2 separate regions of the Macaca mulatta genome follow, and region 1 is linked to region 2. Evidence: chromatin contacts called from public Hi-C data. All regions are on one chromosome and are shown on one strand. The core of a region is the stretch at or near the end of the contact, and the rest is flanking DNA. Distances in the headings are between cores, read along the strand shown. Region 1 overlaps SPATA13 (spermatogenesis associated 13). Region 2 holds the start of SPATA13 (spermatogenesis associated 13).

Region 1 (5,095 bases), core at 2,059-4,558, 60 kb after region 2:
CCTTTGTCTCACCTTACATCTCCACTTTGCTTTTTGAGATTCAACATGTTTAAGTATTAGCGATTCTTTCGTTTTCCTAGCAGCTAAACTCAGCTGGTTTTGAACTTCTCGCAACAATCAGAATATAGTCCTTGCTGTCATTTCAGTCCCCACTGAGCATCTGACATATTTGAAACATTATTAAGCTCTGTGTCAAAGGAGCCATGTCTGTGGGATATTACAGCAGAGTATTCCTGAATTCTGTGTGTTGGTTGTGTTCGAGAGGACGCGCTGGCAATGAGAACCTCCACCTCTAACAAAGTCTCACAGATCGCCTCTGAGAGATGGGGTGTGTGCTCCAGGGATCCCTGTTCAGGAATAGTAGCTGATCACCTCTGGCTTGGTTCATTGGTGGCATCGTATCACATGACTGTCGTGCGTGTCCTAACTGAGGAGATGTGTGCCAAGAGGCAGGGAGGGCCTGCAAGGAAACAGTATCCAAATGTCAGTTCAATTAGAAGACAGTTTAAATTAGAAGCAGAAGGCATTTCAGCAACTGCTTTAATGTGTCAAACTGATTTGAGAGGATGAGATACTTGATTGCACGGTACAGAGAAAGGGCCATTTCTGGGCCTGTGTCCTCAGCGGTGGCAGAATGGTCTGTGGGGACATCCCCTCCATGAAGACCTGCCAGGCTCCTGGGTGGAAACTGAGTTAAAAATTAATCTCATTTCCTCAGAATGCAAAGCTATAAATTGGGGCTCTGCCTGGAAACACATTTTATGCAAAAACAAAAAAAAATGAGCATTAAAATAAATGCAGCAAAAATGAAATACAACACACGTATGTGCTGTTACACACAGTTATTAAGTATGTCTGATTAAGCCGTGGATATAAAAGCTGCATCATTCCCTTTCGGGGTATTCTGTGCTGACTGCACTGTTGGGTGTGTGAGCCTGGGAACCCAGAGACACGCAGCTCCAGATTCGGGCCGGTCTGCCTCTGCCAAGCAGAGACACTGTATTTGCTCCAGTGACCTTCACGACGCCTTCAGGACTGGGGCCATCCATCTGGAAAACTTTCACTGCTCTGAATGGTACACGTGGGGGAGGTGCAGTCTCGGGGTGACATCAGTTTTGGCATGGGTTGCAGGCATGAGGTAGTCCTAACCGGGAACTCGGTGGTTACTGCTGCAATCTTGTTTACCACCAGAAAGGTGCTGGACAGGCCATGGCTGCAGGAAGGCAAGACGCAGGGCCGTCTTCAGGGCTGAGGGCTGTGGCCGGCAACAGCTCCCCTGGAGCCTTCCAAAGTTGCCGTGAGATTGGAGGAAGAGGAACTCAGAGGCTGTCACGGTGCAGAGGTTGGGGACACAGGGAGGGGCATTGTGGAGGATGCCAGCATCTTTCGCACAGGCTCAGACCTACCTGCCCTTTCATCTCTCACTACACCAGCCCGACCTGCAGCTTTAGACACAGAAGGAAGATTTGCCTTTGTAGTCTAAGACCTGCCTTTGCAAATCCTCGTTTTCTACACCCCATCACCCCAGAGGATTGACAAAGCAAACATACATCCCTACTGGGGAAACACCATTCTCACCCACAGGAATGTAGTTTAGCCCAGTAACCCCCATAAGGCAAGCCAAGACAATCACACGCTTTTATGAAATTGACACCTTTCCCAAAGATATGCTTATTCCAGTTACATTTCTCCATATACTTTCAATTGAACATTGAACTTCAATGATCGAATACTTAAGTGACGCCAGAGCTACAGATTTTCTTTTGAAGCATCTTACCTACTCCTTACACACAGAGATCCTGAGGGTACCAGATCCAAGGGTAAGGGGGCTTCTTTCCTTTACTAAGGTGTGTATATTGGGGCTGGGAAGAGGAAGGACAGTGTCTGGCATTAGGCCTGGGGAATAACTTCATCTCTGAAATTAGAACCTTGGATGCTTTCTCTTTACAAATGTTGTAAATTATGGCCGGGCACGGTGGCTCATGCCTGTAATCCTAACACTTTGGGAGGCCAAGGTGGGAGGACCATTTGAGATCAGGAGTTTGAGACCAACCTGGCCAACATGGTGAAACCCCGTCTCTACTAAAGGTACAAAAATTAGTGGGGTGTAGTGGCACATGCCTGCAATCTCAGCTACCTGGGAGGCTGAGGGGAGGATCACTTCAGCCTGGGGGCGAGGTTGCAGTGTGCTGAAGTTACGCCACTGTACTCCAGCCTGGATGACAGAGCAAGACTCTGTCTCAAAACAAAACCAAAAAACAAGAAAAAGAAAAAAAAGGAAAGAAAAGGAAATGATAAATTTCAGTGGTTTTAACTGGCCATCGTATGTACCTGTTATCCCAGCTACTTGGAGGATGAGGTGAGAGGATCACTTGAGTCTAAGAATTTGAGGCCACCCCAGGCAACATAGCAAGATTGAATCTCTTAAAATTGCTTTCCAGTAGTTTCAGAAAAACTATTCTGAAACGAATTGGTGGCACATTCACGGTTTTCAGCACTCTTCTCTTTTTATTACAATTCTTCTTCCTAATAGCATCAGTGGCCACGGTTGCTGCTAGACCTCCTACAAAACACAGGTCAGCTTCCACAACAAAGAACCATCTGGCCCAGATGTTGGGGTGTCAGACCTGAGACGTGCAAAGCCAGCAGCCCCTTCAGTCATTCAACAGACACATGCTGAGAACACAGTGAAATAAGACACGGCTTCTGCATTTAGAGAACTTTTCATGCTCCTCGGAGAGGTTAGTGTAGAAGCCAGACGAGGAAAGCAGAATGACAGGTCAGTGTGGGAAACGCTAGAGAAGTGTCTCCAGGTATTTCAAACAAAGAATCTAATACAGGGGCTATTTATATACAGCTGAAAAACAAAAGACAAGACAGTGCAATAGCAGGAAGTTGCTACCAGCCCCTGGGGCTGGAGTGGTAAACAAGAGGGCGTGTTGCTGGAGCTGCGAGCTGGTGCCGCCCGCCCGCAGGACCTCGGACCTGGGAAGGAGGAGCTTCCCAGCAGGGCTGGAGCCACAGAGACACAACAGCTGCTGCACATGCCCATGAAATACTGTGGCAACTCCCTTTCCCAGCCCTTGAGTCACCTCCCACCACCACTGCCCGCTGCCAAACCTGGACAGAAGCCATTTGTCAGGAACCTGGGAATTGTGGTTCCCAAAACACAGAGAGACAACAATGGCTGGAGAAACAGCCTGAGAGCAGACAAGGAAACTCGCAAAGTCATGATGGTGTGGGGATCATGACAAATAGCTCAGCCCTGCTAGAGGGAAAGGCGTCCCGTATTGGGCATGGGACATTCGACATCTCTCAAAGTCCACAGGCAGCCAGTGACCCTGGGTTCAGTGACACAGCCCATCTGCAGTGTGGAAAGGACTCTGGCAGCAGAGTGAAGGATGGGTGGGCAGTGAGCCAGACCACAGTCATCCAGGTGGAAGGTAATGCAGCCTAGGAATGAGGCACCGGCCACCACGCTGACAGAGGGCGGGTGGGCATGCAGTAGAGTTGCTTAGACCTGTTGTAATCTGCAGGGAAGGAAGAGGGTCTAGCCTGACCCCCAGGTTCTGGCCTGGAGGTAGCAGTGCTGGGGTGGACCCTCCGATTTCCACCCTGCTGTGCTGTCATTACAGCAATGGTCGTAAGCTCCTCAGCCTCACTGTGCCGTAGCATCCTCACTGTCGTGAATAGGGGTCAGATGTTCCCCAGGGCCACATTCTGTGCAGCTGTGATTTAAGGGTCTGTGCTCACCCCTTCAGCATTTTCGATTTCAATGTGTTTTCTTTCAGTGTCAGTTTGTTATGTAAATCAAGCTGCTCTAACCAGTGGGCCACAGGCTGCATGTGGCCTGGGGAAGCTTTGAATGTGGCCCAACACAAATTCATAAACTTTGTTAAAACATTGTGAGATTTTCTTTTGCGATTTTTTTTTTTTTTTGGCTCATCAGCAGTTGTGTTAGTGTGTTTTATGTGTGGCCAAGACAATTCTTCTTCCAGTGTGGCCCAAGAAAGCCAGAATATTGGCCACTGCTGATGTACATGATGAGTATATTATAAAACCTTTCGACTTGTTGGTACATTTAATCTGTTCTATATTCCTGAATTTCGAATTTAAGTTTTTACTTTAAAATTACCAGTCAAAAGTTTGTTTGTTTTTTGTTGTTTTGGGGGAGAATTCTCATTATCACTAAAAACAAAAAAAATTGCATTCTAAAGTTCATACACCCTAGAATCCAGCTTGTAGACAGTGGATTTCACAATATTCCCATCTGAAATTCTTAGTTCTGTTTCTTTCATATCTCTGACAGAGTTCCCACAATTTATAAGACTTGCTACAAAACCACTAATTGAATTGCAACCCTTGTTAGTTAATAGAGGTCAAAGTATTAGTTCTAAATAATGCAACTTGCTATGTTACTCAGAAATTCCAGGAAAAGCCTTTTTTTCCATGATACTCAGTTTCACTCTTAGCAGCACACAACAATCACGTTGTTCAGCTCATGAACAAAATACTAAGTCCCTGGTCTTTTAAAAAGCGTATTGTCCCAATTAGAAACCCCAATTTTTTGCATGTGTTTTATGAAATCTAAATCCTGGAAATTAAGTTCTGAGTGTTAGAAAATTTCAACTTCTTCACTCTATAAAAACATAGTGGCTTGTAACGACTTCTTACCTTGGTATGGATTAGACAAGACAGGATAACTGATGTGATTTCACGTTGAAGTTAAATAATCTAAGTGTGCAAAGCACACCATTCTTACCCTCAGAGAGTGCACACTCTTGTTTGAAGGCAGCTCTATAAAGCTATCATTATAATCCATTTTGGTAAAAACAATTTGATGAGATGCCTGAAGGCTTGTGGAAGCACAGAGGAAGGGATTTCATTCGTTCCAGGGAGCTCAGGAAGGAATTCCTGGGTAAGGAGGCACCTGCAGTTCATCTCAAAGAATGATGAGGTATTATTAGACTAGGGATGTGTAGGCTTTTCTAAACCCACTTTCACCTTGATTTTACTAATTTATCACACTGAGCTGTCCTTCCAGAGACACTGTTCTACTTACTGTAGAGTGAGCAGTTATCCCCATTTGCTAGGA
Region 2 (4,614 bases), core at 1,946-4,445:
TACGGGTTACTTTATAGGAGCTGCTCAAAGAAAAAACCCCTGCTGAATGGAACTGTCAGCAGATGGGATCGAGCATTGCTTCTCCCCAACTGTGGGGGAACTCACAGCACTGCCCTATTCAGAGTATTTTAAAACAGGAGCATGAGATCAAATCCTGGCTCCACTGCTCACCAGCTGTGTGACCTCAGATGATTTGTTCAACCTCACCAACTTCATTTTCCCCATATATAAAATTAGAAGGGTAAGTGTACCTCAAGGTTTGTGTACCTCAAGATTGTCTTGAGGATTTAAGAAAATAATGAATGTAAACAACATGGCATAAGTGCTCAACAAATATTAGGGGAAAAACACATTCTAGGTTTGGAGATATTATGTGGAACAAAAAAAAAAGTGCCTTAGACTTAGTAGAGGTGATAGTTTCTATCCCTAGACACTCTCCTGCAGAAAGCATCAGTGCTGTTAGGACGAACTTGGGTGAAAGTTTTGAATAGGATCCAGTTAGAGTCTTGAGTACCAAAAGATCAGCAGACAAGAAAAAAGGTCACCGACGTTTGGAGGTTCCGAACCACTTGCGGGGACAAGAGAATGCAGATGCTGGCCTTGTGTGCGAGGCTGTGAGTGACGGCGACCGTGTGGACAGAAAGCCACCGCGCGAGACCTAGGCTTTTACACAGAGGCTACATTGTGATTCCCGCAGGAATGATAGAAACGGAAGGAAATTTAGCTATTGCTTGTCCTAATCTCTGACCTAACAGACTGGAAAAGGGAAAATAAGCGTGGGTTGGTGATTTACTCCCGTGATGAACACAGCTGGTTACAGCCAGGTTGGAGTGTGCCGCCTCTCCATGTCAGATCAATGAATTTCCTCTTGAACCATCCTGCCTGCCTTTAACAACAGATTGATAATCTGAACCCAGATAGATCTTTTATCCCAGGCGCTCAAAAGGTTTTCACTGAAACCTTGAAAAAAATATTTTTTAAAAGACACTAACAAACAATCAGCAAGCACCTGTATGTGCTAAGTTGATACCAAGAGTCTCACGTGGGCTAAAGTTCTAATTCTCCACCCAATGCAGCGTGAGGTGCCACTGTCACCTGCTCACTGACGAGGAAGCTGAGACTCGGCAACGTTCAGCACTGAGCCAGGGCTTGTACAGGGCCTCAAGGATGTGGGGGTCTTCAGGTCTAGTCGGTATCACTCCACAGAAATCCATTCATCTGAGGGCCAGGCCTGTTTCTCAAGGATATAATTTCAAATACAGTGTTTTCTTCACTATAAAAAAGTGTTGCATGTAAATATTAATAGTGGTTTCCAAGTAGGCAGAAATAACCTTTTGAAATACAATTGTTTTCTTAAAGAAAAATCAAAATCTTCTCCTCAGAATTGTGCTAATTCTAAAGAGATAAAAACGCCTCAATTTAGACCATGATAGTCTTTTTAAATAATACTAATATAGATTTCATTTTGGCATTTGTGAATGCTTCGTGCAGATTTTTTATAGAGTAGAAATAAAATGGAATAGCCAATAATATTAGTCTCTCATACTGTGTTTCTAAAATTTTCCAAGGTTTGGTTTTTATGTTTTTTCAGCTTTAAAAATACACAGTCGTTGTTAAAACTTTGAGTAATTTCAATAATAATTCAAAGAATTAAATAAAATTTGCCCGTATTTCTACCACCCACAGATAATTACCATTAATCTTGGTGTGTGTTTTAATTAATAGACTATTTTTAGAGCAGTTTGAGGTTTAGAAAGCAGGAATGGAAAGTACACGGAGTTCTGATGCACTCCCTCACGCCCCTCCCTCCAAGCACAACTGCTTGTACTGACATCTTACATTCGAGTGGCACATTTGTTATGATTGATGGGCCCGTGTTAGTACATTAAGATGAACTAACCCCATGGCTTACAGGAGGCTCACACCACATGCTGTAAATTCTGAGTTTTGACAAATGCATAATGACATGAAGCCACCATTACAGTATCATACAGAGTTTTCTCAATAATTTAAAAAGCATACATAAAATCAATTTTCACTTTTCATTGGGCAATATAATTTTTTAATGTTTTTTAGTTTACAGATTGTGGGTATTGTTCTTTGATTATAAAAGAAAATAGACATTTATAGATAATAGTGCTAGCCACTAAATGAATCTTCTAAAAAACTACATTTGTAGAAAGCATGTATTTATTTGATGAATTCCATTAGCTGCCTATCAGGGAACATGGAGCACTGGGGCACAGATCCCAGCACAGAAGGGTTTGCGTCTCTTCTGTGGTTTTCATGTCAATTAATGATTAGGCCTTGAGCCTCACAAGAAAGGTGACAGGCCTTTGAGTCGGTTTACTGAAACAGTCTACTCAAGACTTGCCCTAGGCCCTGGGAAACGTGTAGACTTAAAAATCCTTACCCTGCGTTTTCCTTTCACAAGGAGTGAACTTCTGGCCCAGGCAGAGGTGAGGCAGTGGGCAGTGGGGCACGGTTGCCCGGGAGATGAGACTCCTCCTCCCGCCCTGGGGGGTGGGGGCTGGCTGGTGGCTGAGGGAACTGTTTTTGTTTGTTTCTTTTTTTTAAATCGGGGTCTCGCTCTGTCGTCCAGGCTGGAGTGCAGTGGCGCGATCTCGGCTCACCGCAACCTCCGCCTCTCGGGTTCAAGCAATTCTCCTGCCTCAGCCTCCTGAGTAGCTGGGATCACAGGCGCCTGTCACCATGCCCGGTTAATTTTTGTATTTTTAGTACAGACGGGGTTTCACCATGTTGGCCAAGCTGTTCTCAAATTGCTGACCTCAGGTGATCCGCCCGCCTCGGCCTCCAGAAGTGCTGGGATTATAGGCGTGAGCCACCATGCCTGGCCGGGGAACTGTTTTTGATGGGTGGGGGGCCCCCGGCTGTGGTTGGTAGTGTGGGGGCGTGGTCGAGGGCGTGGTTGGGCCGAGGGTTTGGCCCGAGGGAGTGAGCTAGACCGGGGGCGTGGCTTGATATGGGGGCGGGGGAAGTGCCGGGCTGGGGGCGTGGCCTGGGGAGGGAACCTGGGTGGGGGCGTGGCCTGGTGGGGAGCTGGGCTGGGGGCGTGGCCTGGTGGGGAGCGGGGGCTGGGGCGTGGCCTGGTGGGGAGCGGGGTCTGGGGCGTGGCCTGGTGGGGAGCGGGGTCTGGGGCGTGGCCTGGTGGGGAGCGGGGCTGGGGCGTGGCTTGGCGGAGTGTGCCGCCGTGGCGCGGGAGAGTCTGCGTTGCGCTTTCTCCCGCGGCCGCCGTGCCCGCCGCTAGCTCCGAGGGCGCGCACTGGAGCCCAGGCTCCTCCGAGAGCGTGGCGACCCCGGGGCTCCGCCGGCACCGGAGGTGGCTCTGAGGGCAGGGACGTGTTGGACACGCTGACTTTTGAGGCTCTGCCAAGCGGCGCCGCTGGAGGTAAGACGGCATCGGGCGCGCGGCTCTGCCGGGCAGGCGCGGGCACGGGCTGTTAGGTAGAATCCCGGGAGGACTTGAGTCCCACCCAGTGGACTGCCTCGGGACTTCGGGATGTCCAGCTCCCAGCTCCTTCGCCTCTGCTTCCGCCGCTGGTAGAGGCTGCCGGGTGCTCACCTGTTAGGTCCGTGCGCCCGCTCCCTGCCCGGCGGTGGCTCTGCGCCCTCTGGGCCGCCCGGCACCATCGCCTTTGGGAGGACGTGCACGTGCTGTTCTTGCAAAAGGCCGTTTCCAGCCGGACACCTGCAGGGAGGTCGCCTTGTAACTTCACCCCGCGCTCCCAGCTCGCGGGGCCTGGCCTGCGGGGGCGGCCGTGGGGGTGGCAGAGTCTGGGGAGCCTGGCGCGGCGGAGCCCTGTAACACTCTGCTCCTTCGGCTGGCGTGGCTGGTGCCTCCGGGAACCCGGAGCGAAGCGGTTGGAGAGCTTAGTTTAGAAAGCAAGTTTCTCTTGGTACCAGCGGAGTCTCATTCCAGGGAAAAGATTTTGGGACCTGGTGCCCGTCGTCTGTGGACTGCAGGGAGTGCATTGGCGGAATTGGTTTGGTCCCGTTCTGTGCTGGAGGTGGGGAATTGGTACTCCAGCCCCAGGCAGGTAGAAGCCGGCGCTGCTGCCAGCGTCAGGGGGAGCTCGGGTGACTTGGGCTGGGCCACCCATCTGACTGCAAGGTTACAGAGCTTGAGCAAATTTCCCCTCCCTCCAAGTGCAGGAAAACCAAACCAAAGCCAGCAAACAAAACCCGGTAGGTCATTTGCTTCCCAGCATTGCATAGGAATAGATAGAATAATACTGTGAATTTATTCAGCCCTTGTTCCCATGGCTTCCCATAGCCTTATGTTATGCACCTTCCCCCGCCAGGGTTTTCTCTGTACCCCCCTTAGTTTTTTGCCGCCTCGTGTTTTCTTCCCTGTGAACCCTTCCTGGTCTGCCAGCGATTTGCTCTCCTTTATTCCCCTTGCTAACAGGCGCAGAAATCTCACTCCTTTTCTTTTTCCACCTTTCCCAGTAAATTCTTCTTTTTTTCCTAATGCCCCTCTCCCCCATCTTGCAAACTTCCTCACTGCATTATTATCGGGGTGCCTGTTAAGTCATGCACCCTCCCTGTTCTCTGCCCTCCTCCCATCCTTTAGAGTTTCTTTTTTTTTTTTTT

Evidence for each region. A called contact is a pair of places that touch in the nucleus more often than the background predicts.
Region 1: a Hi-C map of liver shows a contact between it and region 2, with 5 times the contacts expected there. The contact joins the enhancer-like site here to the promoter of SPATA13 in region 2. A contact is called at or near these places in 4 of 14 Hi-C or Micro-C datasets (fetal cortex germinal zone, fetal cortical plate, fibroblasts and 1 more).

The regions. Positions count from the first base shown.
Region 1 is chr17:4,800,768-4,805,862 of T2T-MMU8v2.0, forward strand. All of the region lies in intron 1 of SPATA13 (spermatogenesis associated 13), which reads left to right. Among named protein-coding and RNA genes, the nearest start is that of SPATA13, 59 kb to the left of the region's middle. Within about 2 kb of position 3,309, at least 5 of the 40 cell types and tissues checked have an H3K27ac peak or open chromatin away from gene starts, as enhancers often do. A contact at or near this core is called in liver, where this site is marked.
Region 2 is chr17:4,741,231-4,745,844 of T2T-MMU8v2.0, forward strand. SPATA13 (spermatogenesis associated 13) reads left to right here and starts at 3,196. Exons shown (of 13, transcript XM_028837286.2): 1 at 3,196-3,409.